3 separate regions of the Triticum aestivum genome follow, and all the other regions are linked to region 3. A link is a contact called in public Hi-C data. All regions are on one chromosome and are shown on one strand. The core of a region is the stretch at or near the end of the contact, and the rest is flanking DNA. Distances in the headings are between cores, read along the strand shown.

Evidence for each region. Hi-C and Micro-C count contacts between places; a contact is called where the count stands out from the background.
Region 1: a Hi-C map of leaf shows a contact between it and region 3, with 7 times the contacts expected there. The contact joins the promoter of LOC123157835 here to the promoter of LOC123156406 in region 3. A contact is called at or near these places in 2 of 5 Hi-C or Micro-C datasets (both in leaf).
Region 2: a contact with region 3 is called in a Hi-C map of leaf, with 9 times the contacts expected there. The contact joins the promoter of LOC123159075 here to the promoter of LOC123156406 in region 3. A contact is called at or near these places in 2 of 5 Hi-C or Micro-C datasets (both in leaf) and 1 of 1 datasets of contacts at active chromatin or transcription factors (leaf).

What each region holds. Positions count from the first base shown.
Region 1 is chr7B:205,669,192-205,674,121 of IWGSC CS RefSeq v2.1, forward strand. It overlaps LOC123157835 (4-formylbenzenesulfonate dehydrogenase TsaC1/TsaC2), which reads right to left and starts at 2,845. Exons shown (of 6, transcript XM_044576025.1): 1 at 2,682-2,845; 2 at 2,401-2,609; 3 at 1,982-2,211; 4 at 1,290-1,888; 5 at 1,014-1,076; 6 at 461-903. The coding sequence starts at 2,845. The coding sequence ends at 1,610.
Region 2 is chr7B:205,947,790-205,952,810 of IWGSC CS RefSeq v2.1, forward strand. It overlaps LOC123159075, which reads right to left and starts at 3,192. Exons shown (of 9, transcript XR_006479494.1): 1 at 489-3,192; 2 at 353-407.
Region 3 is chr7B:206,515,597-206,520,317 of IWGSC CS RefSeq v2.1, forward strand. LOC123156406 (tonoplast dicarboxylate transporter) reads left to right here and starts at 3,114. Exons shown (of 5, transcript XM_044574538.1): 1 at 3,114-3,630; 2 at 3,729-4,218; 3 at 4,532-4,575; 4 at 4,717-4,721. The coding sequence starts at 3,187.

The DNA of each region.
Region 1 (4,930 bases), core at 1,595-4,094, 850 kb before region 3:
TCACTCACGCCCCCCAAGGAGTAGCAGGGCATTACTTTGAGGCAACCACGCCAATCAAAATAAACATGTCATCATCAACACTCAATATATACCAACCTTAACAGATTAAAGTATCCAACAAAAATGATGCACTAACAGACGCACTCACCTCATCCATACCCACCGCTCACAAAACATACCATATGTATCCTTCAGGCGGAAGCAAACATTAGCATAAGAAATTAAGCTCATCAAAATATGAATAAAATCCTGCTTTGCATAAGCGTGTAGAAGATATGAAGCATGCACATCTGTATCTTCTTTGAGAATCATGTCCAAGATAAACCTGTAGCAACAAGGGCCGGGGACTCAGGTATTAAGCAAGATGTTCTGCAGTATGAAGTAATTATTCAGTTACCATTTCTGCGAATGCATAGAAAATATGTTGCGGGCCAAATACGGAACAAAGCATGATCAACCAAGGTCAAAACCGACATCTGCCATGAAATCAATTAATCCAGTTATGCAGTCAAATACAACTGTCAGTCAATTAAGCGAAGCTACAGTCCATTCAAGCTAAAAAATAATAAAATTCATAAACCCCACTTCGTTGAGATTGGGAACTCTAATTGAGGGCAAGATCCAAATCCCTTAATTAGCAAGTACATGCATCACATCCCAATCCATGTCTGCATCGAAATTGAGGTCAAACCTACTCTTTGCTACTTGACAGATTGGTGGAGAGTAGAAGCAACCCAGCAGCGAATGGAAAATAGCAGCACCGAACAATAGCTGCTCCACCACGCCGTCCAGCCGCTCGTCGTTGGTCTGCGGCATCAGCTTCTTCCCCCGGAACAGGACCGACTCCACCCCCCGCTCCGCCATGGCCGCCTCCGTCGTCGCTCCGGCGGTAATGCCGTTACCCTGAGGACAGGAACCATTGGGACAGTAAGCTTTGGTTGACTCACATTTCACTGTGGTAATAATAATTCAGCAGCCGTGAAGAAAATTACAGTACAAGATAAATTATTTACCTGGATGCGGATGTAGTTGGTTGCTCCGTTCTCTCCGAACGCCATTGATACGGCTTGGTCCACCTGAAAAGCACAGACACCCACAGTCCTGTTTAGCCCCGCGTACGTGACGATGGTACGATTATTTTTTGACGAACTGCAGCAGGTGCTGCTTTTCATTCATTAAGAGGGAAACCACATGTTACACGGCAGGAACGTAATCAGGTGGCATAACTACAAAAATGAAGGAAAAATACTAAGAACTAATTACAGATGTATAGAAACATGGTAGCTCACATGTCGACTACTCAATCCATTTCACTCCTTTGATGCCTGTGTGCAGCAAGGTTCTGCGTTTGTCTTTTAATCTGAAGAAGGGCCTGCTGTGCCACTCATGTTGATTCTGGATACTCTTTGTCAATTTTGATCTTTACTCTACCATCTTAAACCCTGTTAATTATTGCATTCATAGAGACTGCTTAATTATGGCAGTTGATCTCTTTGCACAAACCGCTGTTGCTATTCAACAACAACAACAAGATATCAGGGAGTCATCCTGATGGAATGTGAAATCCAAGCATGGCCAACCAGCCCCAGGATCAGCATGACTAACCTACCTACAGGAAGGAACGCATGCGAGGGCGCACAATGGACTGTGCGCCGTCGACATAGATGGTGGTGCCTGTCATGAAGCGGGAGTCGTCGCCGACCAGGTACAGCACCGTGGAAGCGAGGTCCTTGTCTGGGTCCAGCCACCGCCGCAGCGGCATCACCTCCCCGGTCGCCTTCTCGGCCTTCTCCTCCCCAACAGAGAGAGGGAACTTGTCCCCCAGGTGGAGGCCGCGGCAGACGGCGTTCACCCTGATCTTGTGCTTGCCGAGCTCCATCGCCGACAGCTGAAAAAACGAAGAACATCATGGTCATGTATGCATTCAGGATTTCCGTGAGCAATCATTCAGGCTTTTTTGGTAACAGGAAAGCAGGCTTACTCTGACAAGCTGGTGAACGGCGCCTAAACTTGTGCCGTATGCCGCAGCCCCCGGATACAATCCTCTCTCGGCGCCGATGATCTGGGTCAAGCAAACCACGGAGCCGCCCGACTGCGCATCCCGGAACCGCTTCGCTATCGCCTTTATCAGGAGCCAAGGTGTGATTACATTGACTTTCATGGTCTTGTTGTACTCATCTTCAGTCACGCTGAGGCAATCTTGCACTTCCCCTGCTCATACAGTAGCCAAATACAGATGCATGGACCAAATTACTGGATGATAAGCTGACTGAAATATTCAGAGAAGAACTGAGCAATCATTTAGGTTGGTGATTAGTCGGGCTTGGGCATGTGTGAAAAAATTCTGTCAGATGGAAAATTGGGCATGTGTATCAGTGTCTGTCAGTAGTATGTGCATACCCTCGAAGGAGCAGCAGTTGACAAGGGCGTGGAGCCCGCCGTCCCCGAAGCAGCGCCACGCCGCGTCCACCGCGGCGCCGACGGCTGCCTCGTCGCAGGCCGCCAAGTCCAGCCCAACCACCGCGATGGCCGCCGCCCCTTGGGCCGCGCTGCGCCGCGCCTCCTCCGCCGTCGCGGCCAGGGCGCCCTCGTCGCCCACCAGGACCAGCCTGTGTGTGCGCGCGCGCTTAGATTCAGAACCCAACGACAGGAAGAAGAAGGGGAAAAGTGAGAGGGAGTACCTGCAGCCGTGCCTGGCGAGGCCAACGGCGACCCCCCGCGAGACGGCGTCGCCGCCGCCGTTGCAGGCGAGCAGCACCTGCTTCGCGTAGGCGGTGTAGGCGGCCACCCCCTTTCCCCTTCTTCTTCCCTTCTCTGCACGTGAAGAGTTATAGCAAGACAAGAATTACCCAGCCACAGCAGGCCGGGAAGTCGAACGCCTCGGCCTCGACGACATCGGCGCGGGAGAAGACGAACGCCCCGCACGCGGCCGCGCAGACCTGCCAGAGCGGGAAGTGGAACGACTTGGCCTCGACGGCGCCGGCGCGGGAGAAGACGAACGGAGGCGATGGTGACGTCTTGAGGAGGAGGATGGAGAGGGCATGAGGGGGGGGGGGTCAGATCGAGGATTGGGGTCCGGCGGCGGGTGCGGCTGGAGGCAGGGAGACGAGGGGAAGCTAGGGTTCGAGGGAGGGAGGGAGACCGGTGGGGTGGGGAGGGGGTGGGAGGGGACGAAAAAACCGACGAAAAAAAACCAACGAAAAAAAATCAGACGAAAATGATGGGATGAAATAAAACCCGAAAAGCGACCTACCAACTGAGACATTAGGAATAGAGATTTGACCAGTAACTAGGGGGCAGCGACGTCAATGCGGCGGTGGACCGGGTCACGGGGTGACTTGAAACCGGGACACAACCGGACAGGTGGGTCTCAATGCTCATGTGATCCGTGGGCCCGGAATAAAGAGGGCCAGAGACTAGGAATTCAGGATCCAAGGGGAGTAAACTTGGGTTAAACTTTGCCTCAAAAAACAAAAAACTTGTGTTAAACTAAACTAATCCATGCAAACACGAGGCCACTGATCCGGAAACGTCCTCGTCCTGAAGCTGAATGAACGGTACGTTCATCCGTATCGCACCAATGCGACGTCGACGCATGGTGCATGGTGCGTCATGCATGCATCTCTTTCGTGCGCCGCACCCCAGGCTAAGCCACGGTGTGTGCATGCATGCACCTGGGTGTGTGCACGAACGAACGAGCATTATTTTCTCAAACAAAAGAAAAAACGAACGAACATTTCTCTGCTAGTGGCACCTCTCTTAAATTGCTAACAGGGCAAAGATAATGAGATCACTCTTTGCCAAAGCTCATATGCAAAAGAGGTGGCTAAGCTTTGGAACATTTCTTTATAATGATGTAGCCACATGAAAGTGTAAATATATGGGGCCTGTTTGGAACCTGCACCGTACTTTTTTCTGGGGATCAAAGATTGGAACGATGCATACGTGTTTATAATATATCCAAAATCATGTGCATGTTACTACTGTGCTGCATTAAACATGGCAACATGAGAGATGATTTAGGGCACGCAGGGCGCGAGAGCACGCGGATTGTGAGCCGACGATCTGTAACAAGATTCGTGACATTGCGTATGTATACTCAGAGTTTCATTTTTGGTTATCTCTACTCCTAACGGACGAATTGATAATCTCTGTTCCACGGTATTTTTTGTTCCACTACCTCCCACCTTCGTCTGGTTTATTTTCGTCTCTCCTCCCACCTCCTAGTTCCCCCGCAGGTAATGATCCCGTCCAAAAAAAAAAAATCCAACCAAAACCACATTACGAAGGAGCGATGCCTCTAGGTAGCCCCCTCGCACGTCAAAAAAGCGGACAAAAAAAAACAACGAAAAAATATCGTCGAGGACTCGCACGAACGAGGGAGCGCGGCCTCCAGAGTGCCCTCGATCGTCTCGCTAGGAGTATGAGAACCACGCCCCGCCGATCCCTTCGTCGCCGCCCTCGCACTCGCATCAAGCTGCCGTCGATCCCTGCGCTACCTCAACGGGAGCCATCGCAAATAAGGAGCGAGGCCTCCAGAGTGCCCTCGATCGTCTCGCTATGAGGACGAGGACGAGAACCACGCCCCAGCGGCTCCCTTCGCCGCCGCCAATCACGGCGCTACGTCAACGAGAACAATTTGACGCTGCCAATCCCCTTGCCATCGCGGATCCCTTTAATTTGCGAACGCCGATCCCCTTTAGGATCAGATGTGCTACGGCAGGAAGCTGAAGGACTGAGGAAGTCCCTGCAGAATTCATATGCATATTTTCTGGTGCAACAGCAAGCGTTGAAGGATTTAAGCGCCAAACAAGAGAAAGCTAATAAGCTTGCTAAGCGTCTTCCTAGCATGGTGGATACCCAGGATATTGTTTCTTGAGCTCTTGTACAGTGGTTTCAGTTCTGGACTTGTTTTCCAGCGGCGTTTATT
Region 2 (5,021 bases), core at 1,942-4,441, 570 kb before region 3:
AGATTGATAAGAAATGCAAATTAATTCGTATCTTTCTTTTTTCACAAAGCAAATAACACCAGGATAATCTTCAGCAAGAAGAGCACACAACAATCATGCCTCAATTGATAAATAGTAATACAACAATCAACATTTATAAAAAAAACTTGACTCCAAAGAGCATTGTATTGTCCCTTCTGAATATAAGCCAAGCAAAATAACATGGGCTCTTTAACCTGCCCCACAAAAAATGCACTATAATTTTAACAGATTGGTTGAAAGAAGAAGCCAAGTAACCTGAAACACAAATATGAGGTCACCTACCAATTTTCTACAAAAGAGAGACGAACATTCACACGAGAGAGTTGGTCACCTTGTTCTTCACCAAATCTTCTATTGGATTCTTCTGTTCATCTTCTTTCTCAAATCTGGAAAATTGTGGTGTTTAGATAAATCGTATATCAGGAAATCAAGACCAATGACAAGAAATAAATAGGTAAAGGGAGAACCTAAAACTGTTCTTTCACACGAGCACCCCCTCTTCTCCGCCCCTTCAATAGGAGCTGCAGGTCACCGCCTCCATCTCCCTCACCCCTGCATATCACCGCCTCTCGCCCTCCCTCGACATCCGGGCCACGGAGCAAGGGACGAAGGATGGAGGCGTACCAGGGGTCGATGGTAAGTCGAGCGACGAAGGACGAGGCCGGCCGCACGGGGGAGGGAGGAGGACCAACGAGCTCAGCGGGTGGGAAGCCATGAAGGAAAAGATCTCACCGCCTCCAACTCGAGCTCGTCGGCGAGCCGTCCTCTCCTGCCCCGCCTTAGCACCTCCATCATCTCGAGCTCAAGCTCCCGCCGGCCACTAGCAGGTGTGCGAGGCCCCACCCTGCCCCTTCCCCATGCTAGGATCGCTCACCTACTCATTCCCCGCTGCTGCTTGCCTTCCTCGCCGACGTCCGCATCCCACCCCTCCCCTACATCCCCACCCGCACCACGAAGAACCCGCCGCCGCTGCTCTACCACAACGATGACCTACGTCCGATCTGGATCGACAGCGACATGGAAGAGGACCGGAGGAGGCAAGCAGAGGAGAAGGCCGGCGGTGGGATTGACGATGACATGGTAGAGGAAAGGAGGAGGCGAGTGGAGAGACAAGGCTGGTGGCTGTGGGCTAGGAGAGGATCGTGGGGAACTGGGGATCGAGGGGAAGGAGAAAGAGGGCTAGGGTTCGTTTGGCGGCTGGGGTGGGAGTGGGGTGAGACACGGGTGATTGGGTGCAGGCGCCGAAGCTGATTGGGCAAAACCAGTTGCACCTCAAAACGGGTAACCCAGCCAACCAGCGTGCGGCGCGAGCCCACAAGTCATTGGACAATGAAAACGACTGCGAGGTGAAAACTGAGTTTAACTATTGCGAAGATAAACGGTTCAGACGGACGAAAAGAGCAGATCCGACGGCCAACGAAGGACCAATCGGGGGAGCCTTCTGGAGGTGAGTTGGCTAGCCTCATTATTGTTTTAAATATCAATCTCTGCATTCATAGATAATTACATTAATGTAAAAACTGGGCTGCCCTCCTTAAGTATATTTATTAAAAGATAAATAATCTATTTATTGGATCGGCCCATGTTAATGATGCTCTGTTTGCATTGGCTAAAGCTTGGTTGTGAAACATGATATATCTTGGCGATTGGCCATAGTGACTAAAAAGTCTATAAATGTTAGATGTCTAGGAATGTTGCAAAGTTCTTTTATTTACTAGATATAAAATTATCCATCCATTTTTCCCTGTTTAGATGCCAACTCAGGGCAATCGAAGCACTTTCTCCACTCCTTTCTAAAAGGTATGCCCACGTTATTTTTCCTGTAACTATACACAAGAATACACACACACACACACCTGACTTTGTTCCTGGAGGTGAGCATCTATTTTAAGCTCATGTGAATTGCAGCATTTCTTGATTCAACATCTATATAGTGAGGCAAAGTGGTCATATTTGCAAGTTTACTCCTGTAAACTACTATTCCCTCCGATCCAAAATAGGTGTCGCAGTTTTGAACTGGGTTTAGTTCAAAACTGCAACACTTTTTATGGATCAGAGGTAGTATGATGCATGTCCACTGTTTGGAACTGATTGCATTGTTTAATAGTAACTGATATATATTGAAACTCCTTTCAAATGTAGCAACGAGAAGAAAAGGCACTCCATAGGAAAATATATACAATCTACTATAAGAGTTTCAGTTCTAAATATGGTACATATGTTTTTCATAGTGTAGTATTAAAAGTCTATTGGTGTTGGAAATGCAACACTGGAATCCCAATCCCTTGCTTTTATTTGTAACATCCATGTGTTGGTTGATCTCGGCTCTGACCGGGTAAAAAGTAACGTTAAGGGGATCAGCTACAAACCAACGTAAGTGGCTTTTGACCCCAACAGAATTGCCCTGATCGGGGGCACATCTAACCGACAGATGGTTTTGGTCCCCTGTTGCCAGCGCATATAAAGGGTGGTGCCTAGATACCTACGATGGGTTAATTCACATATGTTTTATCCAACCTCCTCAATCCGCTCAAACCATACCGATCTATGGATGGGCTGAAGCAATGGGAAGGCCAAGTCCACCGCCGGCCGCCACGAGGGCAGTGCCGGCGGCTTGCTGCTGTCATCTATCGTAGATGTGCTGCTGCCCTTCCAGACTACAACACCACCCATGGCTCCACCCTGCATCAAGCAGGCGAGGGATTTTGCCTCGGCCATCAAAGGTACTTACCAAATCAAACTTCTGATTCATAGAAGGTGTTCTAATTAGAGATCAAGATCCAATTCACGTTAATCCCAAAGACTTAATTCTAACATGGTATCCTGAGCTTACTGATCTCTGTTTAGAACCCGCTACTTGTTGTTCCCTAATTAATTAAGGCCCTAATTCGTATTGATTAAAGTCCTAATGATATCTGTTTAAATTTGAGATACAAGTTTTTCTTCCGAATTGCCACTGGGTTAGTGCTAATTAGATTTTCTGTTAGATTAACTAAGCCATGCTTCCGCATCATGTTGACGTTCTGATTAGCATTGTTAGCACTGGTTGATAAATTAGGAGGGAAATAAGATGCGCAGGAAAAGATGGAACGGCAAATCCCCAAATTTTGTTCCCAGAAACACCGAAACCACAGCTCTAGTAATCCAAATTCGCCAAATCTGAGCCCAAAATGATTGAAATTAGTGGAAGAAAGGTGAAGGGCTCGCCTCATGGCCGTGACGGCGTCCTCCTCCTCCGGGATTAACACGGCCGCCGCTGTGCAAGGATGTCGTCGCCGTGACACCGTCGTCCCTCGAGACGATGCGCGGGAAGGAGCTGCCGTCGACGTACTGGTGGGCGCGCGCTTTGCGAGGGTCGCACGTCGCCACCCCTTTGAAGTTTTTACGCGGGAAGCTAACGGCAAAGTGGTCCTCCCGTCCGCCGCGCGGATTGCCATGTGTGCGACGCCGGAGCCACGCTCGCCGGAGGAGCGCGATGGACATAATCCTTTCACGATGCTCCGGCGAGGGCAGCTACCGCGCCGCCATGGCCGGCGAGCTTGGGTCACCGCTGCGGTCTCCTCTGCATCGCCGCTGCGTTAAAATCGGGGGAGGCTGACGAAATGGCTAGGGTTCAGCCAGCCTGGTTGTTTTGTTCCCCCTCGGGGCGATCACAGCCGTTGGTTTTGATCCAATGGCTGAGCGCGGTGCGGGGATGATGGGCATTCGGACAGTGAATCGGCCGAATTTGGTTGTGGGCTTGAGCCCAAGTTATGTTGGCCCGAGAGAGTGTTTTCTGCCTTTTTTTAGCTAAATAATGTGATGGGCCGGTTTTAAACGGGTACCCTGGGTATTTTGTGTAGAATTTTTCCTTGGAGTCATAATTATGCTTGGGCACTAAAATATGAAAATCATGCTAAAGTTCGTTTCCATTCTTTTTTCTGAGCAGAATGGACCCAGTGCGAAAATTTTCTTGGAAAATTTATGTGCCCCAAATAATATTAATAATGATAAAGTTTTATTAATGAGAAGTTGTGCGTTGTTATGGGCCGAATAATGTACTTTAGGCATTTTATATGCATTTTTTAGTGCATTTGTTAAGTTTCTAATAATGTTATGCACTAATAAGTTTGAAATTGCCTATAATTATGTTTAAATGATGTTTAAATTTTCTGAATAAAATAAAACTAATAAAAAACAATTTGGACAATTTAATTTGAATTAATGTTGATTCCATTTTATGCTGGTCACCTTTCTAGTATCATTTCAATGATGAAATTAATGTGAATCTCATTAAAGTTTCTAAAAAATAATTTGGAATTTTTATTTGAGTGTAAATTTTTATGTTGATGCCATTTTTGGCATTTCTTTATGATGTTATCACTACTAATGTACTAAGGCCAACTTGAGGAAAATGTTGATGGTTGCGTGGTGCGTTTTTCCGCTCTGCACTATGCATCTAATAATGTTGGGGTAGTGTGCTTGTTCAGAAAAACTAAAGTTTATGGTTGGTGCATTTTATAATATATAATGCATTGTAAATAAGCATGTAATGACCGAGAATGGTTATGATTGATTCTCCAAGCAAAGTAAATTTGTTCAGTGAATTTTAGTGTAATATCATGGTCATTATATGACATTTGTTGATCAAAATATTCTAAAGTTATTATTGTCATTTATTTGACATCCCAGAGTTACCAAATTTTAATATTTGGTGAATCTTGATGTCATTTGATGTCCAAATTTTATTTGGAAAATCTTATATATCCGAACAATAATATGGATGTCATTTTCACTATGATTGTCAAGCTTGATGTTTACTTGGTGGCTATGACATTTTGTTTCCATGTTAATTCCGATGTCATTTTTTATATGTCATTCAGAATTTTAGTGGTAATTTGACACTTATATCAATGTTATTATCATGGTGAACTTTAGTTAATGTCAAAAGGCATCATTATGTTACTTTATGCTAATGTTGCGACTCTTTATTTAGCCAAAGTTCTTCATGATCATTATGT
Region 3 (4,721 bases), core at 1,864-4,363:
GTCCACGTAGTTGCACATCTAGACAACCTATTTCGTTGCAAGGTTTAAATTGTTAAAGAAAAGTCTAAAAATTGTTAGTTGCCTATTCACCCCCCCCCCCTCTAGTCAACCATATCGATCCTTTCACCAGGGTCATCTGCCTTTGGCCCAGGGCACGGTGCATACCAAGAAGCCCAAGGAGTGGCCCACCAGCAAGCTTCACGAGAAAGACGCCTCGTGAGGCTAGCCTCGCCTTGCGAGGCCCACGTCAGCAAACATCCCGGGCGGACTAGAAGCACCGTCGGAGCCTCGTGAGGCCCTACCATGAGGCGGTCTCCCGAGGCTGCCTCCCGAGGCCCCTCGCATGGGCAGTCAAGCCAGAGGCCGCTCAACCTGGATGCGCGCCCCTGAGTCTTCACGTGGGTGACGTGCGCAACGACGAATGATGCCAGAGGTCGTGCCAGCAGGCGCGGATGAGGAGGCTTTCCTCTTTTGTGCTAAGGGAGCAAGGCCAGGATGCCGGTTCCCAAAGAAACCCCCAAAGGTTGCCTGATCGGTGCAAGAAGACCAGGAAGACGGGCGAGAAGGCGGAGGTCATCACCGAGCCCACGGGCGCATCATGGACGGTGGCTTTGCAGGCGAAGACCGATTTTCGTCGGGATAGATTGCGCCTCTACCCCCCTTCAAAATTGCCATTGCGTGGCAACCCTTCCCGCCAATGTTTTCGGGGGAAGAGGACCAAGGCGTGTATAAAAGGAGGACAGGGTGCCGCCGTAGAGGGATCCTTCCCTTGAACACTTGTACTCTCATTTCTCCCTCGCGAGTGCAATCCAGCAACAAAGCAGGAGTAGGGTTTTACAACGCAAGGTGGCCTGAACTTGGGTAACTGTCGTGCCTCCAGCCTGCTCCCGCTAGCTCGCGCTCACCACAACCTCGCCATAGTTGGTAGCAGAATAGAGTAGAGCGGTAAGAACAAGCGCACCCTAGAGTTCAAACTTCTTGGGTCCCCGGAGCCCCGACTCCGACAGCAGACCTATACAAGAATTAGCCATCAATCAAGTGAATCCAAGTTTACAGGTCATCCTTGTCCTTCGGCTTTCTAGCCCTGTTGCTCCAAACACGGTTCATGTCCGTGGCATAAGACCTGATGTAAGACTCCATCCAACATTTAGAATTGAAAACTCTATCATTCTGTGCATGCCAACGCGCAATGGCACAAGCAACAAAAGTAATGTTCCATTTGCGCTTGAAAGCAAGCTGGTGAACGACATGCTCCACAAAATACATGATGTCAGGAGATAAGCATGCCAAAGGAGTCAGGAACAAGTTCCAAAGAGGAGGGTTGTATGGTAACGAAGCACCAAATGGTCGATAGATTCAAAGGCTGGGCAAATATCACAGTCAACATTTGGGGCAACCACCGATCAACTTTACCTGACCATATTCTCTTTTGTATTGAGGCACCGCCAGAAATCCAACCAAAGAAAAACCATGTGCTTCAAAGGTATTAAGGTATCCCAGATCCAAAACTCAAAGGCACACTTCACACAATGGAAGGTGAGCAGTCGTTAGAAGTAGCTTGTGTTGACCTTATTACATGTAACAAAGGGGGTGCCTGCACCTTTATGTCAGCTGACGGGAGCCATGGCCGCAATGAGCTGGTTCAAGACCAGAAGTTCATGAACTGCCGTCTGGGAGAGGTTTGGGTGCAGTTGCACATCCCAAACGCCTTGGGAGAACTGGGATTGGACGGAGCAGTACTGATTTCTAGCAAACGAATATAACATGGGAGCACATGTCTTAACCTTCCAACATCCAACCACTGATCATGCCAAAAAGAATCAAGAGCAGTGGAACCAACCGAGCAACAAGAAGAAATAATGGACGGAGATGCAGTTCTTGAAACCCTTCCACAAGGTCGTGTCTCTGCTGCTAGCACCATGGGGTAGAGAATCCTTGGTTTGAGTCGAACACATGTAACACATACCAATTATATATACGCAACGTGAAGTGGACAGATAGACTAAACATAATCAGATAGGCTAGAAAGAGATCACGAGGGGTTGCCGGACCTGCTGTGCGCGGTGGTCGAAGCGTTGTCTGACGGTTTGGGCGGACTTATCATCGACTATACATGGGAGGAGCGCTCATGGTCATGCCTCAGGATGTAATCATGTTGATGAACCTCAAATCTCGGTGTGATACTCAGTGCCAGTGTGATTGCTTGTTATCGCATGGATCAATTGTGCACCTCGGACTAATTAATCTAACACGACACACACGAATAATAGCTAGTGACGTGTTTTGCTCTGAATTTGTGGGTGGTCACGCGGTGATACGACATCCCTTTCAGCGAGTGACTTGGGCCCAGCCGAGCTTGTAGTTGTAGGCCTAATTTTGCTCGTTCGGACACGTGGTTTGAACAGTGACAGGTAGTCCGGTAACCAATACATGTATGGTTATCCCCCCCGCCCCCCTCTTTGGAGGGGTACACTGATTGGTTGCATGAGTTGATGCCCACCCACCATTTGGCAGGTGGATCCAGATCGAGATCGTCGATGATGATGTCGTGACCATGCCCTATCAACCTCGTCGGGTCGGGGCCATGAGAGACGTACCTGTGGCGCGTATGGGGTGCTCGCTTCACTGGCAAAATATTTGTGCCATTCAGCGGTCGACAGTATCGTTTTCACCTCGCGTGACGCAGCAGCATCTAAATTATGGCTCCTGGGTGCCTGGTGGGTGCACGACATTATTTTTCTTTCACTTATCAGTTTGTTGCTCTTGGACTGGTGGTTATCACTCGTCAGTACTGCATTCCCGCTCGGTTGCCGCAACAAAATCTTTCTGAATATTGTTACGTTTATTATCCGACTCCTGGAGCAATGATCTTATTCGTCACAGTACAAATTATTACGAACGAGCAATGATCAACTGAAACAGACTCTGGAGCGATCATGGGATGCGACGTGGCCGCGACTCGTCACCTCCCGATTTCCTGGCCGTCGCGTCACCAGCTTCTCCATGCTGCCGTGGCCACCTGAACGATTGACCCCACCGTTCTCGCCATGCCCGGAACTAATCCGGTTGCCTAATCATCCATGGGGGATTTATCCTGGCCACTTGTCACGCCATTTCAAGCTTGGCCTTGCTATAAGGCCACACCGCAGACGACACGCACGCCTCAGTAAGACGACGACGAGGGCGATGGAGAAGCCCGGCAGCTTCGGCGGGAGCTCGTCGGAGGACGCGGGGACGTCCCTGCTGCTGCCGGTGCATCGCGACGATGCCACAACCACGGCGTCGTCGCGCTTGAGGGCTCTGCTCGCGCACAAGTACCCTGCGATCGCGTCGGGGCCCGTGGCGTGCGCGGCCATATGCGCGCTCGTGGACCTCGGCGGCGCACACGGCGCGGCGCCGCGGAACATGCTGGGCGTGCTGGCGTGGGTGTTCCTGTGGTGGGCGACGGACGCCGTGCCCCTCGCCGTGGCGTCCATGGCGCCGCTCTTCCTGTTCCCGGCCTTCGGCATCTCCTCCGCCGACGCCGTCGCCAAGGCGTACATGGACGACGTCATCGCCCTCGTCCTCGGAAGCTTCATCCTCGCCCTCGCCATCGAGCGCTACCACATCCACCGCCGCCTCGCTCTCAAAGTGCGTGCGCAAGCGCAAGCGCTAATAAAAAACTTTTCCACCACGCACTCAGCGAGTAGAATTCTTGGCGCCTAAACTGATCATCACGCATTGCGCAGATCACGCTGCGGTTCTGCGGGGACCCGGTGCGGCCGTCGCTGCTGCTGCTGGGGATCACCGGCACGACGGCGTTCGTCAGCATGTGGATCCACAACACGGCGTGCACGGTGATGATGATGCCGGTGGCGACGGGGATCCTGCAGCGGTTCCCGCGGGGCGGCGCCGGCCAGGAGGAGGAGGAGCAGGAGGTGCGGCGGTTCTCCAAGGCGGTGGTGCTGGGCGTGGTGTACGCGTCGGCGGTGGGCGGGATGGCCACGCTGACGGGCACCGGAGTGAACATCATCCTGGTGGGGATGTGGTCGGCTTACTTCCCGGAGAAGGAGCCCATCACCTTCAGCTCGTGGATGAGCTTCGGCCTCCCAATGGCGCTGGTCATGTTCTTGGCGCTCTGGGTCACCCTCTGCTTCATGTACTGCTCCAACAACACCGGAAAGGCGCTCTCTGCCTACCTCGACGGAACCCATCTCAGAAGGGAGCTCAGCTTGTTAGGTACCTTTCCTTTATTGTCTTCACTAGCCATTTTTTATTCTCTCGCCTCATCTTCTTTGATTGTCCCTTTAGGCTCTGTTCGGTTAATCCCATCCTCGGGTGGATTGGAGGGGATTTGCAGGGATTTTGGCCTGTAGGAGATTAATTTCCCCTCAATCCCCTTTAAATCCACCTCAACCGAACAAGCCCTTAGGCATATCCTCTCTCTAGTTGTTTGTCCAAGTTTCAGTTCCAGCAGTTTTAGCTCAAAACACAAATACATTGTCCAAGGCGATGCATAGTTGTCTGACGGGGTTAGCATCTTCTATGACAGGTCCAATGGCTTTCGCGGAGAAGATGGTCTTGGCCGTGTTTGGGGTAAATTCTACTACCAATCAATTATTATATGCCAATAGAAATTTCAACTAGCAAAGAAGAGTGTGCTTTCTGTCACACAATATGGACCTGCTACTTGGCCATTAATCATTAAAAACTCGTAGAAATGGATAACTTTTGCAGGGTCT